Linked DNA regions of Mus musculus: region 2 is linked to region 1. Evidence: chromatin contacts called from public HiChIP or PLAC-seq data. All regions are on one chromosome and are shown on one strand. The core of a region is the stretch at or near the end of the contact, and the rest is flanking DNA. Distances in the headings are between cores, read along the strand shown. Region 1 holds the start of Notch3 (notch 3). Region 2 overlaps Gm38585 (a long non-coding RNA gene).

What was found. HiChIP or PLAC-seq counts read pairs in DNA pulled down with a chosen protein or histone mark.
Region 2: an H3K4me3 HiChIP or PLAC-seq map of embryonic stem cells shows a contact between it and region 1, with 32 read pairs. The contact joins the enhancer-like site here to the promoter of Notch3 in region 1. A contact is called at or near these places in 3 of 39 promoter capture datasets (the 3T3-L1 cell line, embryonic stem cells and trophoblast stem cells), 1 of 15 datasets of contacts at CTCF or cohesin (the NIH/3T3 cell line), 6 of 484 Hi-C or Micro-C datasets (the G1E-ER4 cell line, the N1E-115 cell line, cortical neurons and 3 more), 5 of 115 datasets of contacts at active chromatin or transcription factors (the SCID.adh cell line, bone marrow-derived macrophages, effector CD8 T cells and 1 more) and 2 of 9 other capture datasets (adipose tissue and pancreatic islet).

What each region holds. Positions count from the first base shown.
Region 1 is chr17:32,163,225-32,168,975 of GRCm38.p6, reverse strand. Notch3 (notch 3) reads left to right here and starts at 2,086. Exons shown (of 33, transcript NM_008716.3): 1 at 2,086-2,300; 2 at 4,732-4,813. The coding sequence starts at 2,183.
Region 2 is chr17:32,114,860-32,120,610 of GRCm38.p6, reverse strand. The region is part of intron 1 of Gm38585 (a long non-coding RNA gene); the gene reads right to left. Among named protein-coding and RNA genes, the nearest start is that of Gm38585, 4.6 kb to the right of the region's middle. Within about 2 kb of position 3,255, at least 121 of the 459 cell types and tissues checked have an H3K27ac peak or open chromatin away from gene starts, as enhancers often do. A contact at or near this core is called in the G1E-ER4 cell line, the N1E-115 cell line, the NIH/3T3 cell line and 5 more, where this site is marked.

The sequences.
Region 1 (5,751 bases), core at 837-3,336:
GGAAGAAAACGTCACCAACTCAGCCTAAGCCGTGAAAGTTTAATACCACCGATACTAGGAAAAGATGGCAGGTACCCTGATAATATGCCCTGGGAAGGATACGGGGATTCTGCCAAAGACGCATAAAGTTAATCTTGTAGAACTCGCAGGTCATTGCAGGTCCAAGAGGCACTCTTTCAAACAACTGACCTCAAACTAAGGCTGAGGTGAAGATCTGGGATCCAGTCTTCGGTCCACAAAGAAGCTATAAGGGATGTTATTCGGAATAACCATAAAACTTTGAGTAGAAACTTGGGTGAGGACTGGAGATGTGGTTACATGGTAGAGTGTCTCCCTTACACACTGGAAACCCCAGGTTCTGGCCCCAGCATCACAAAAATCAGGCATGGAAGCTCATACCCTTAATCCTAGCACTGGGAGGCAAAGCCAGGAAGACTGGGACTTCTAGGTCATTCTGGTTTCAGTAAGTTCAAGGCCAGTCTGGGTTGCACGAGACTCTGCCTGAAAAGGAGAAGCCCCCAAAGTAGGACAACAACGAAGTGGGCCTGAAAGACTGTTCAGTTGTTAAGAGAGCAGCAGCAGCAGCAGGAGGATCTGATTTCAGATTCCAGTTGTCTCATGTAACAAGCTGGCTATTCCACAAATGACCATAACTCCAGCTTTGAGGGGTGCAGTGCCTTCCCTGGTCTCTGCATATGCAGGTACTCACACTAGTGCACACACACACACACACACACACACACACACACACACACACACACACAGAGAAACACACACACACAAATAAATCTTTAAAAAGTGTATCCGTGACTGTCCTGGAATTTGCTAGGTAGACCAGGCTGGCTTTGAATTCACAGATCTATCTGCCTTTGCCTCTGGAGACCGTGTGAACCATGACATCTTCCCCAATTAACAAAAATACACTTATTTATTATGTAGCCAGTTGGGGGGGGGGGCGCGGCAGGGAGGGGAGATGGGCCCTCTACAATGTAGAGATCAGAGGACAACTTGTGGAAGTTGTTCTCTCCTCCCACTACAGGAGTGTCTGTGTATGCCCTTCCAGGATTATATGGGTCCTCTGTTTCAGTCCTTTGGTCTCCTAGTGATGGAGATGTTCAAGAACGGCACCCTTCACCCGACTCCTGAGATTTCCCCTGAATGCACCTCTAGAGCTTCCATTCTCACTTCACACAGAGGGAGTGTTCAGAGCCTTTGCAGGTCTCCTGGATGTAAAACTCAGTGAATGGCAACGAAATGATAGGCCTCATGGTAAAACCATGTAGAGTGTGGGATGTGCTAGGAGCTGGTGTGGATTTTTTTTACAAAGTATTTTATCTTATTTCTTGCGCACATAAGCGTGTGTGTGTGTGTGTGTGTGTGTGTGTGTGCGCGCGCGTGCGTGCAAGCATTCGAGCACAGTGTGTGTAGGAGTGCATGTGTATCACGGGGTACATGTGGCAGTCAGAAGACAATGTATGTGTTGGTTTTTTTATTTTAGCATGGGAGGCCCAGGAATTGAACTCGGGTGTCTGTGATTGGCAGCAAGCACCTTTCCCTCTTCGGTAGACCTTTGTGATCTTCACATTGTAGGAGAGCTGCACACAGGTACATGAGACTCATATCCACGAAACCCCTGGCCAGATTGTAAATGCTGCCCGCCCGGGTTTGTGGCGCAGTTGGAGCCTGAGTTTTGAGGTGATTGATGTTTAGTGTCCCCATGAAACTTCTATATGGTTTGCATGGGTGCGGCTACTTTTGTTCATTGGCCTCTCTACACCCAGGTTTAGAGGGTTTGGAGTCAGGGGTGTTTGCGTTTGTGTCATGACTGTGTGTGTGAGCCCTGGCTTTGGTTGTGTGCTGGAGGATAAGGATGGATGTGCTCACGAGCTGGATACCTGTCACGTCACGCAGGTTAAGCCCGCATCTCTTGTGGCAGACCTGAGTGTACCGAGGTCTGCAAGTCCCAGGCTTGGCGGGTAGAAGGGTCGGACCCCAGGAGGCCGGGCAGGGGGCGGGGGCGCTCAGAGCCGGCCCCGGGGCGGGGCGAGCCGCCCAGGCCTGGGGGCGGGGCAGCCCGACAGCCTCACTTCGGCGAAGTTGGCGGCGCGGAGGCTGGCCCGGGACGTGCCCGGAGCCCTGGGAAAGAGGGAGGAGGGAGGAGGGAGGGTCGTGGCCGGCCGCCATGGGGCTGGGGGCCCGGGGCCGCCGCCGCCGTCGTCGCCTGATGGCCTTGCCACCGCCACCACCGCCCATGCGGGCGCTGCCCCTGCTGCTGCTGCTAGCGGGGCTGGGGGCTGCAGGTGAGGGATCAGGGACTCGGAGGGTGGGACTGGGGTTGCAGGGGCGGGGAAGCAAAAAAAAAAAAGTATATATATATATATATATATTCTCCTAAGTTTGGAATTTAGAGGACCTGCCCCCCCAGGATTAAAGCCGGGGCAGAGATGCAGCAGCTGGGGGTGTGTATCAGTCATGGGGTTCGCACAGATTCATGATGGGAAGGCAGGATCCTAGAGGCCCAAGGAATCGAGACCCTTGAATGAATCAAGAGTCCAAGAGTAGGAGCTGGAGTTGTGGGAATCTGGGGCTGAAATTCGGAAGCGAGGTGTACCAAAAGTTTCAGGCTCACCCCATCCTACTTCTGCCTGGAGTCCTGGGAAGGTTAGGATGGGGGCTCAAGGACCCCCCAAGGCCTAGGACCCCTTGCACAAAAGCGCCTCCCCTATCCCGGGCGGGCCGTGAAGGGGGGGGGGGGACAAGGAGGGGGCGCGGAGTTCTCGGAGCTCTGAACTCGGAGAAAACGTCTCATGTTGGAGAGCTGCAAGACCCGGCGCTGGAGCGCGAGAAGCAGGAGCTGGAGCCCTTGCGAAGCCCGCGCCCCCTCCCCCGCGTGCCGCCCGATCCCTCTTCAGGCCGCCGGGATCCCGTAGTCTCGGGACCCCGTCTCTGTGCCGGGAGGAGAAGGGGCGAGGTCCACGTGCTCATCTCCAGCTTCTGGGCCCCCATCCCTGTGGCCGCAGCCCCTCCCCAGCATGCCTGGGCCCCCCTCCCCTCTTCCTCCACTCTGAGCTCCCCTCCCCCGCTCGGGACAATGGCTTCGCCGTCTAGACACCCCCTCCCCCCGGCCGGCCTCACGCTTTCTTTGCCAGACAAAGCGGGACCCACGAAGGGCCAGAGCGGGGACTGAGGGGGCGCCCCCACCCCTGCCCCGGGAGGCCTGATCAGCGGGGGAGGGGCATAGGCAGTTGGCTGTGGCCAGGGGTTCTAGGGCTCCTATGGTGGGACTCAGTGCTGGGCCGGGTGAGAGTTGCATAGAGAGTGGCTTAGCCTCTAGGCTCTACTAGGCAGGACTGGGCAGGAGCCACCGCCCCCGCGGGGCCAGTGCAGACTCATGGCCTGTCACACATAGAAAGGGAAAAAAATGCATGTGCACAGGTTTAGTACAGCCATAGATGCACACTTGGCACACACAAGACACACCTATGTGTTTGCTGCTCACATGTTGATGTGCATTCAGGCATAGGTCACCCAAGACCTGCTAGGCATTCATGTTCAAGGTCACATTTATAGCTGCCAATCCATGACCCAGACAAGCACACCAGTGGCCACACAGCTGTATGCTTGAATACTGCTGTTCATATAGATGGATGCACAGTGCATGCAGCTCGTGTGCACATGGTGTACAAGGCTATGCTGTTTGAAGATACCAGCATGGTACCAAGCACATGCACTATTAGTCACTATTAGTAATATAGTGGCCTAATACACAGACTGTCACACAAACTCACAGGCATATGTACACACACACACACACACACACAGAGCTCACATGGTTGTGTTCTCCCCCCCCCCCATACAGCTTCTAGTGTGATGTCACAAAATTGAATAGGTCCTTCATTCTTAACTCATCCTTTTACTGTCTCTGTTTTTTTTTTTTTTTTTTTTTTTTTTTTTTTTTTGGTTGGTTTCTCCTTTCAGTTTCTGTCTGTCCCTATTTCTCAATTCTCCCCCAATCTCCTTTCCTTCTCTCTCTGAGGAACAAAACTTCTACAGGGGCCCACACCTGTCTGAGCACATAATTCTCCACCAGCTCAGACCTGGCCACACCTCTCACCATCTGGCAAGACTGCCACACCCAAAGTGGGATACAACCCTGAGGGATGGGGACACTGGACAGGGCAGCACATATCTTGCACCAGTTCTCTCCCTTACACTCCATAGCCTATCCATCTAGTACCCAAAACCACCTCTCTATGGCTGCTGTTGGTTCCTCCTAGGTGTACGCTTTGCCTACTCTTTCAAGAGCTAGCAGGGACTACAGTAGACACAGGCTCAACACTGCCTGCCTTCTCCATCTACCCAAGACATGGGCTTGAAGCTGCAGATCCCCTTTAACACTCAGCATCTTTACTTCCTACTCTGTGCCTTTTCTCTGTTGTGCACATCCTAGTCAAGGCAACTTCCTGAGCCCACACATCTGGCACAAGTCAACTCCTCCTTCTCACCCCTGCCTTGTGGTTCCCAGGGCTTGAGCTGGCAGGGACAGCTGCAGCCCCAACAGCTGGGGCTGGGGTGGGGGGCCGTGGGAACTGTAGATAGGGGGCCTCTTAGTACCCACACAGATACCCTCCTAGCCCAGTGCAGCTGTTGCCTGGCAGACAGGAGGGGAGGGTCTGATTTGGGGTTCTGTGTGCCTGTCTGACCTCCCCACCTTCTTTTGCCCCCACACAGCACCCCCTTGTCTGGATGGAAGCCCATGTGCAAATGGAGGTCGGTGCACCCACCAGCAGCCCTCCCTGGAGGCTGCTTGCCTGTGAGTGTCTGGCCCAGCGCCATCAGTGGGCCCTGTGTGGGGAGGGAATAGGTCCTCTGCCTCTGAGTCTCCTGGGGGATGCTGGTATCACTTCCTCCATGTGTGTGGCTTCGGTAACCTCTTGTGTTTCCCCATAGGGAATCAGACAGCTTTAAGAGCAGAAGCTCTGGTGTCTCTCTGGCTTGGGTTCAAATCCCGCATCATCTTGCTAAGTGTCTGAGACTTAACCAGTTCGTTAAGTCACAGTGCTCTGGAATAAAAGATTGATTTCCAAGGCCAATGACAGTGGCTTGACAGTGACAAGGACGTCCATGCCCTCCCATATGTCAGAATACAGGAGGCACCCAGGAGACCTATTTTAGAGCCCTGTTTTATTTTGTTCTAGTTTGTATGACCTTTGGTTAGTCATTTCTCTTTTCTGAACCTCACGGCATCTGTGAAGCAGGAGTGCTTTCCCTGGCCTGTGACTGTGCAGGAAGGGACCCAAGAATTATTTGGGAAATGCAGAAAGTTAGAGAAGAGGAGGAGGGTTTGGGAGCTACCAGAGGCAGGCAGAACTCTAGATTCTGGGACATCTCGAGCAAGTGCTGGGGACCTTCCCAGCCACTTTTGCATCTACAATGGCTTTTCTTTCATGAGGTTGACTGTAAAGATTTGAAAAGGACCTTTAACTGGGCTTACGCTTGTATTTCCCAGCAGAAGCAGGAGGTCATTCCGTACAGTTCCAGGGCAGTCTGGGCTCTCACAGAGTGAGCTTGTCTCAATGTTTTGTTTTCTAAAGGGGGCTGGGGCAGCTGAGAGCTTAGTAGGTAAAGGCACTTGCTGCCAAACTGGACAACCTGAGTTAAGTCCTGGGGACCCAAAAGATGGAAAGAGAGAACTAATCTCGGCAAGTTGTTCTCTGGCCTCTGCATGAATACATACACACACAGATAATG
Region 2 (5,751 bases), core at 2,006-4,505, 50 kb after region 1:
CTAAATATTCCAGGTTACAGTCCAACATTGTGAAGAAGAGGCAGGAACTTAAAATAGTTCACCACATCACACCACAGTCAAGAGCAGAGAGAAAGAAGTGAGTGGATGCATGCTTGCTTCCTTGTGTCGGGCTGAATCATTACACTCTTAAACAGTTTAGAAACCCTTGTTTGGGGAATGATGCCACCCACAGTAGGCAGTGTCTTCCCACATTAATTTGACTTAATTACGACAATCTCCTAAAGACATTCTTTCAGGTCAACTCGATGTAGACAACTTCTGTTCCCAGGTGATTTGTAAGTTCTGTCATTGTGACAAAACTGATCATCATATCAGGTGGTTTCAATTTTTGAATCTTGGGTTGGAACCAATAAAGGGACTCAAAACAAAAACAGGCAAACAAACCAAAAGGAAAAAAAAAAAACCTACAAAACTCAATAGTGTTATTTTGAGAACTTACTTTTTTCTTTAAAAATTTTATTATTATTATTATCATTGTTGTTGTTTTTTTTTGTTTGTTTGTTTTTTGAGACAGGGTTTCTCTGTGTAGCCTTAGTTGTCCTGGAACTCACAAAAGAAAACACACAAAATAACACCAAACCCAGTACACAGGAAGCAGGCCTGGCTCACCTGCAGAACTGCCCGAACAAGGCAAGACAGCCTATGGGACAGCAAAACAGGGCACAAAGAATGAGAGCCCAGGAGAGAGAGCAACAGACAGAAGAGACAAACCCCTAGGCGCCACCAGAGAATGATTGCCCTGGAGGGGAGAAGGTGGAGTACTGGGTGCTGGGAACACGCCACACACACACACTCTGTGTGCTGGTGTTTGCTTTGTGCTAAGCCACTGAGCTCAAGTGCTTGCGGTTTGCATCCAGAAACTCATCCAGTTGAGCCAGTATTACCCCCAGAGCAATGTGATGGAAATCAGCAGTGGTTTGAATCCAGAAATATAAAAACGGCACTTTTTTTGCTCACCTATCTATTCTAGACTTCTGTGCACTGATATAGGTTCCAGGGTCTCAAATCCCTTAAAATTCTAATCAACTGTGATGGGCCAGGCTGGAAGCAGCGATGACACGCGTCCTGGAAACCCTGCCAAGCTGTCCTGTACCGCTGCTTCTGCGTGTGTTGATAATTAATCCTTCGGAGCGGGCGCACGAATGTGAGAAATTGGCTATTTTCCGCTTCTGAATGATGGCTCTGAGCCACTACGGCAGCTTTTCCATTTCAAATCTGACTGTCAAAAGTGGTGCATTAATCAGTATTTCGTTAGTTTCAACATTTCCAGAATCCGCCTCCCCAAGTGCACATACAAAGTGCAGCCATCCTCAGCCGAGAAGGCAAGGGCGGGGCCTTGCTTCAGGTGACGACTCTTTCTTTCTCTTTGCACCACTCCATCCTCTGAGAGGCTATGGCTGTGACTCCGGAGCTCACTTCCCTGCAAAGTAGTGGCTCTTGGCTGAGTACTTCCAACAGGGAGACAGAACAGGACCGGAGGGTGGCAGACGGTGCCTCTATCCAATGGCCCCCTGGGTGACTTCCCCAGAAGCACTTTATTATTATTATTATTATTATTATTATTATTATTATTATTATTATTATTGGTGTGGTTAGTTGTTTTGAGACAGGATTGCTCTTTGTAGCCCAGGCTGGCCGTGAACTCAGAAGTCCACCTGCCTCTGCATCTGGTGTGCTGATTCTGATGTCACCACCAGATGTGAGCCTCCACCATCAGACTCACATCCACTACAGACGACCTGAATGTCTCAGCCAAGCTGTATACTAGAGAAAGTGGCTACTGTTACAAAACTCAGTGGAGACACAGCTCTAGCAGATGTAGGTCTGGCTGACCACATAAGCACTGACTAGTGCTGGAGACACACTGGTACTGAGCGACAGCTGTGCTGAGAACCATATCTGGCTGAGGTGCTGCTTGGGTCAACCTCTCAGAGTGTCCAGCAGGAGGCAGGGCTTCCAGACCTACTGATGGATGAGTCTGGGGGCTGGGCAAACTGGACAGCATTATTCTGTGGAGAAGCCTTAGACTGTCCCCCAAAGTAAAAGCACCCCAACCAGCCTGTTATACTTCCTCCCTCCCACTGTCAGGGCCACCAACGCCCAAGAGTGCAAAAGGCACCCAGGAAAGAGAAAGTTAAAAAAACAAGGGAAGGTTGATTTTCCTACTTCCTGCTGCCCCTAACTGCCAGACGAGGCTTCTCCCCCTGCCCCTCAAGCAACCCTCAGACTCCGCCCATGTCCGTGCCCCGCCCCCTCCTCTCCAACAGTGACGCGTGCTGTGCTGGCATGGCTGCCGGTGGGCAGGTGATGCACATCCCAGGAACATTTTGCCCGCCCCAACTGCTTCATCACCAAGCCTCCAGCAAAGAGGCTCAGGCAGCCTGAAGCCTCGCTGCCTGGCATAGCGCATTTAGAGTAACAGCTCAGCTAATCTCTTCCAAGGGAGGCAGAGCTGCTCAGCACAGCAGGAGTGGGGCGAGCTCTGGAATATTCCAGTGTGGTTCTCCCACAGGCATCTAGGGACAGAGAGGAGTGTGGGGGTGGGGGACAAGCTGAGCCTCACAGGTGTTCCTAGGCTGATGCTTAAGTCTCTCACAGATGGGAATCATCAAGCAGGCTGGGCAAGCCTAAGCAATCTAACAGTCATAAGTCACACTCCCTTCCCGCCTCCCACCACTGGTCTTTGATCAGCCTTCCCACTCAGCCGGACCACACCCTCTGCTCTCCGTGGTGAACTGCTACTAGACAGCTTGCATCATACACAGCATCTCCTCTCCTACCCTGCTCACTCCAGGTCCTGCATCCACCCCTAGCCTGGCTCACAGCCCTCGATGCCAGGATTACAGTGCTAGACAGGCATAGCTAGGGACCATGTGTAGCTGCTGAGGTCTGCCTGTGTTGGGTGGGCTGCACAGTGAAGCCCTAAGGGCAGTGAGCTGTGCTGAGCTCACTGTGGGATCCTTAGGACGACCTTGTCAGCATGGGATGCTGCCAGGTCACTCTGAGACTTGGTAACCCAAATACAAGTTCTGGATGGTCACCGAGAAGCAAGAGGGTCAGGAGATGCCCATCACCTCCTTGTCTCCCTGCTGGCCAGTTCTCACATCTGGCTCAGATAGCTGGGAGTGACTGAGCTTCTGGGGGGCTGCCAAAACAGCATTCCTGACCCCCAAATGAGTTGCTCAATGTGGCCTTGGCTCACCCTTAGAGGCCACTGCCTCAGAGGGACTCCTGCTCTGGTCTAGGGTCACCCTCCCACAGGGCGTCCTGCACACTACCCCCAGGATGTCCCAGAGTGAGTGCGGGTAGTAGGATCTCACAGCCGCTCATAGCAGCTGGCCTCTGGGTGGGCTATGCCTTGTCCTCAGCGCTGTCCTCAGTTAAGCTACATAAGGGGCTGCTTTTTCCAGGAGACAGGGTAAGACAGGGCAGGACCAGGATGGAGTCCCTAGGTCCTTAAGCACCTCTCAAAACCCCTCCCCTGACCCTTACTTGCTGCAGAACTCTGGAGAGCAGGCTCTGTACCCCCAGTGGGCAGCATAGTAGAGCATGCCCTAGATGTGGGTGAGCCAACCTTGAGGACATGAGCACAGGAAAGCTAGTCCTGCCCCGGGTCTGCTGGGCCATGGCTGGGATAAGGGAAGAGATGCTGTGGTGGTATGAATACATTTGCCCCCCAGAGACTCATGTGTATCAATGCTTGGCCCACAGGAAGTGGCACTGTTAGGAAGTGTGGCCTTTTTTGGATGGAATAGATGTGGCCTTGTTGGAGCAGAGCAAATGTGTCACTGCGTAGATGGGCTTTGATGTTTCCTAGTGTTGCTCAAGCTCCACCCAGTGCAGAAGAACACCTCCCCCTGGCTGCCCGAGGAATAGACTTCTGCTGCCTTTGGATCAAGCAAGATGTAGAACTCTTGGCTCCTCCAATACCATGTCTGCCTGCAAGCTGCCACGCTTCCCCCCATGATGATAATGGACTGAACCTCTGAAACTGTAAGCCAGTCTCAATTAAATGTCTTCTAAGGGTTGCCTTGGTCATGTCCCTTCACAGCAATGAAACCCTGACTAAGACAGATGCCCTCCTTCCATCCCTTGTCCCTTGCCACCTATGGCAAGCGGGAGAGCTGGTTCCAGGGTCATGAAAGTAAAAGAACTGACCTGTCTCTCACAGGCTGTAACACTCAGGAGAGTGGGCCCTGCACCTTGCCTGGGCAGCAGGTTAGAGCTGGCTCTGGTTACAGGGGTTGCAGGTGAGCCATCCCCAGTGCCTAAGAGCAGAAGAGCTAGCCACACCCCTCACCTGCTCCACTCTAGGAGAGAGCCAGCCCTGCATCTCTCCTGGGCATCACAACAGAGCCATAGCTGAAGGCAGGAGAGCCCTCCTACTTGCTGGCTGCTCTGTTGGATGGGTCAGCCAGGGCAGGGAAAATAGCTCACCTCTGTGGTGTGAATATAATGGGCTGACCAGCTCAGGTACCTCTCAGACCCAGATCCAGGGCTTTGAATTGGCATCTACCCCATCAATGAGCTGCTGGAGTGTGTGATGGAGCCTGTCCCACAGATCAAAACTACAGGATCCCCATGACACAGGGCAACAATGGGGAATCTGAGGGGAGTCCCAGTGAGGTTCCTGTGTGGATAGTGTAGCAGATGCCAGAGGCCCTGCACCCAACAAACTCATTGCAATGAACATTTGCAAGCAAAGAAGTGTGTACATAAGGATACACTGTGGGACACACTACAGCTTCCACAACGAGATTGTTTGCCCCTTTTTTTTTCACTGTTGGGGAGGAGGTGACAGGGTAGAGGGTGGGTACAGGGGCAGAGATGAGTGGGATTGGAGTGCATGATGAGAAAGTCACAAAGAGCCAATAAAAGGTGAGGAGGAGGAATGAGAGAAGGGCAAGGGATCCCCTCCCTTGAGCAGTTGGAACTCCATATCTTCAACCTGAATAAGGACACTGAGACCTTGGTGCAGACTAGAGGACAGAAGACCAGGGGACCCAGGGACCCAGGGACAGTGTGCCAGGTGAAGGAAGAGTACCAGCAAGTGGAAGAGACAAGCAATGCAGGACACAGAGCCTCAGAGGCCTGCACACCTCTGCCGGACTGACAAGACGGGACTGCAGGAAGCTCAGCTTGGCCCTGCCCTCCCTGCTGTCCCTGCTTCAGGGACTCTGCCCCTTTGCTCCTTAGTACAGTCTTACCTTAGGGACCTTGATACCCCCAATCCTGGCCCCCTAAGCAAGAGAGCAACGATTAAGAGCATGAAGCACCAGACCAGTGCATTCTGGGTAGAACAAGAATGGGTACCCCATGTCCTGTGTTGCTTGCCTCTTCCACTTGCTGGTACTCTTCCTTCACCAGGCACACTGTCCCTGGGTCCCCTGGTAGACCCAGTGTGGGTGAAGCACTGTTTATAAAGCAACAGGGGCTCAAACACTCAGCAACTGCCCTTGCCTACGGACTTTGATCTCCTATGCTGTACAATAACAATCAATTGCTCTATTTGTCTGGCAAGCATGCCTGACTCAGGACAGCCCTCGAGTGTCCTTACATGCAGTTCTGGCCACCTGTCTTCCTTCCAGGTCCTTCCTGCGGGTCCATGGTAGCCAGCTGCTCCTTCCAAATGCCCCTTGGGGGTCAATACAGTGGCTGGACATGAGCTGGAGGGATGCAGAAATCTGCCACCTTGCTCAGTGACCAGCCAAAAAGGTACATTGCAGGAGG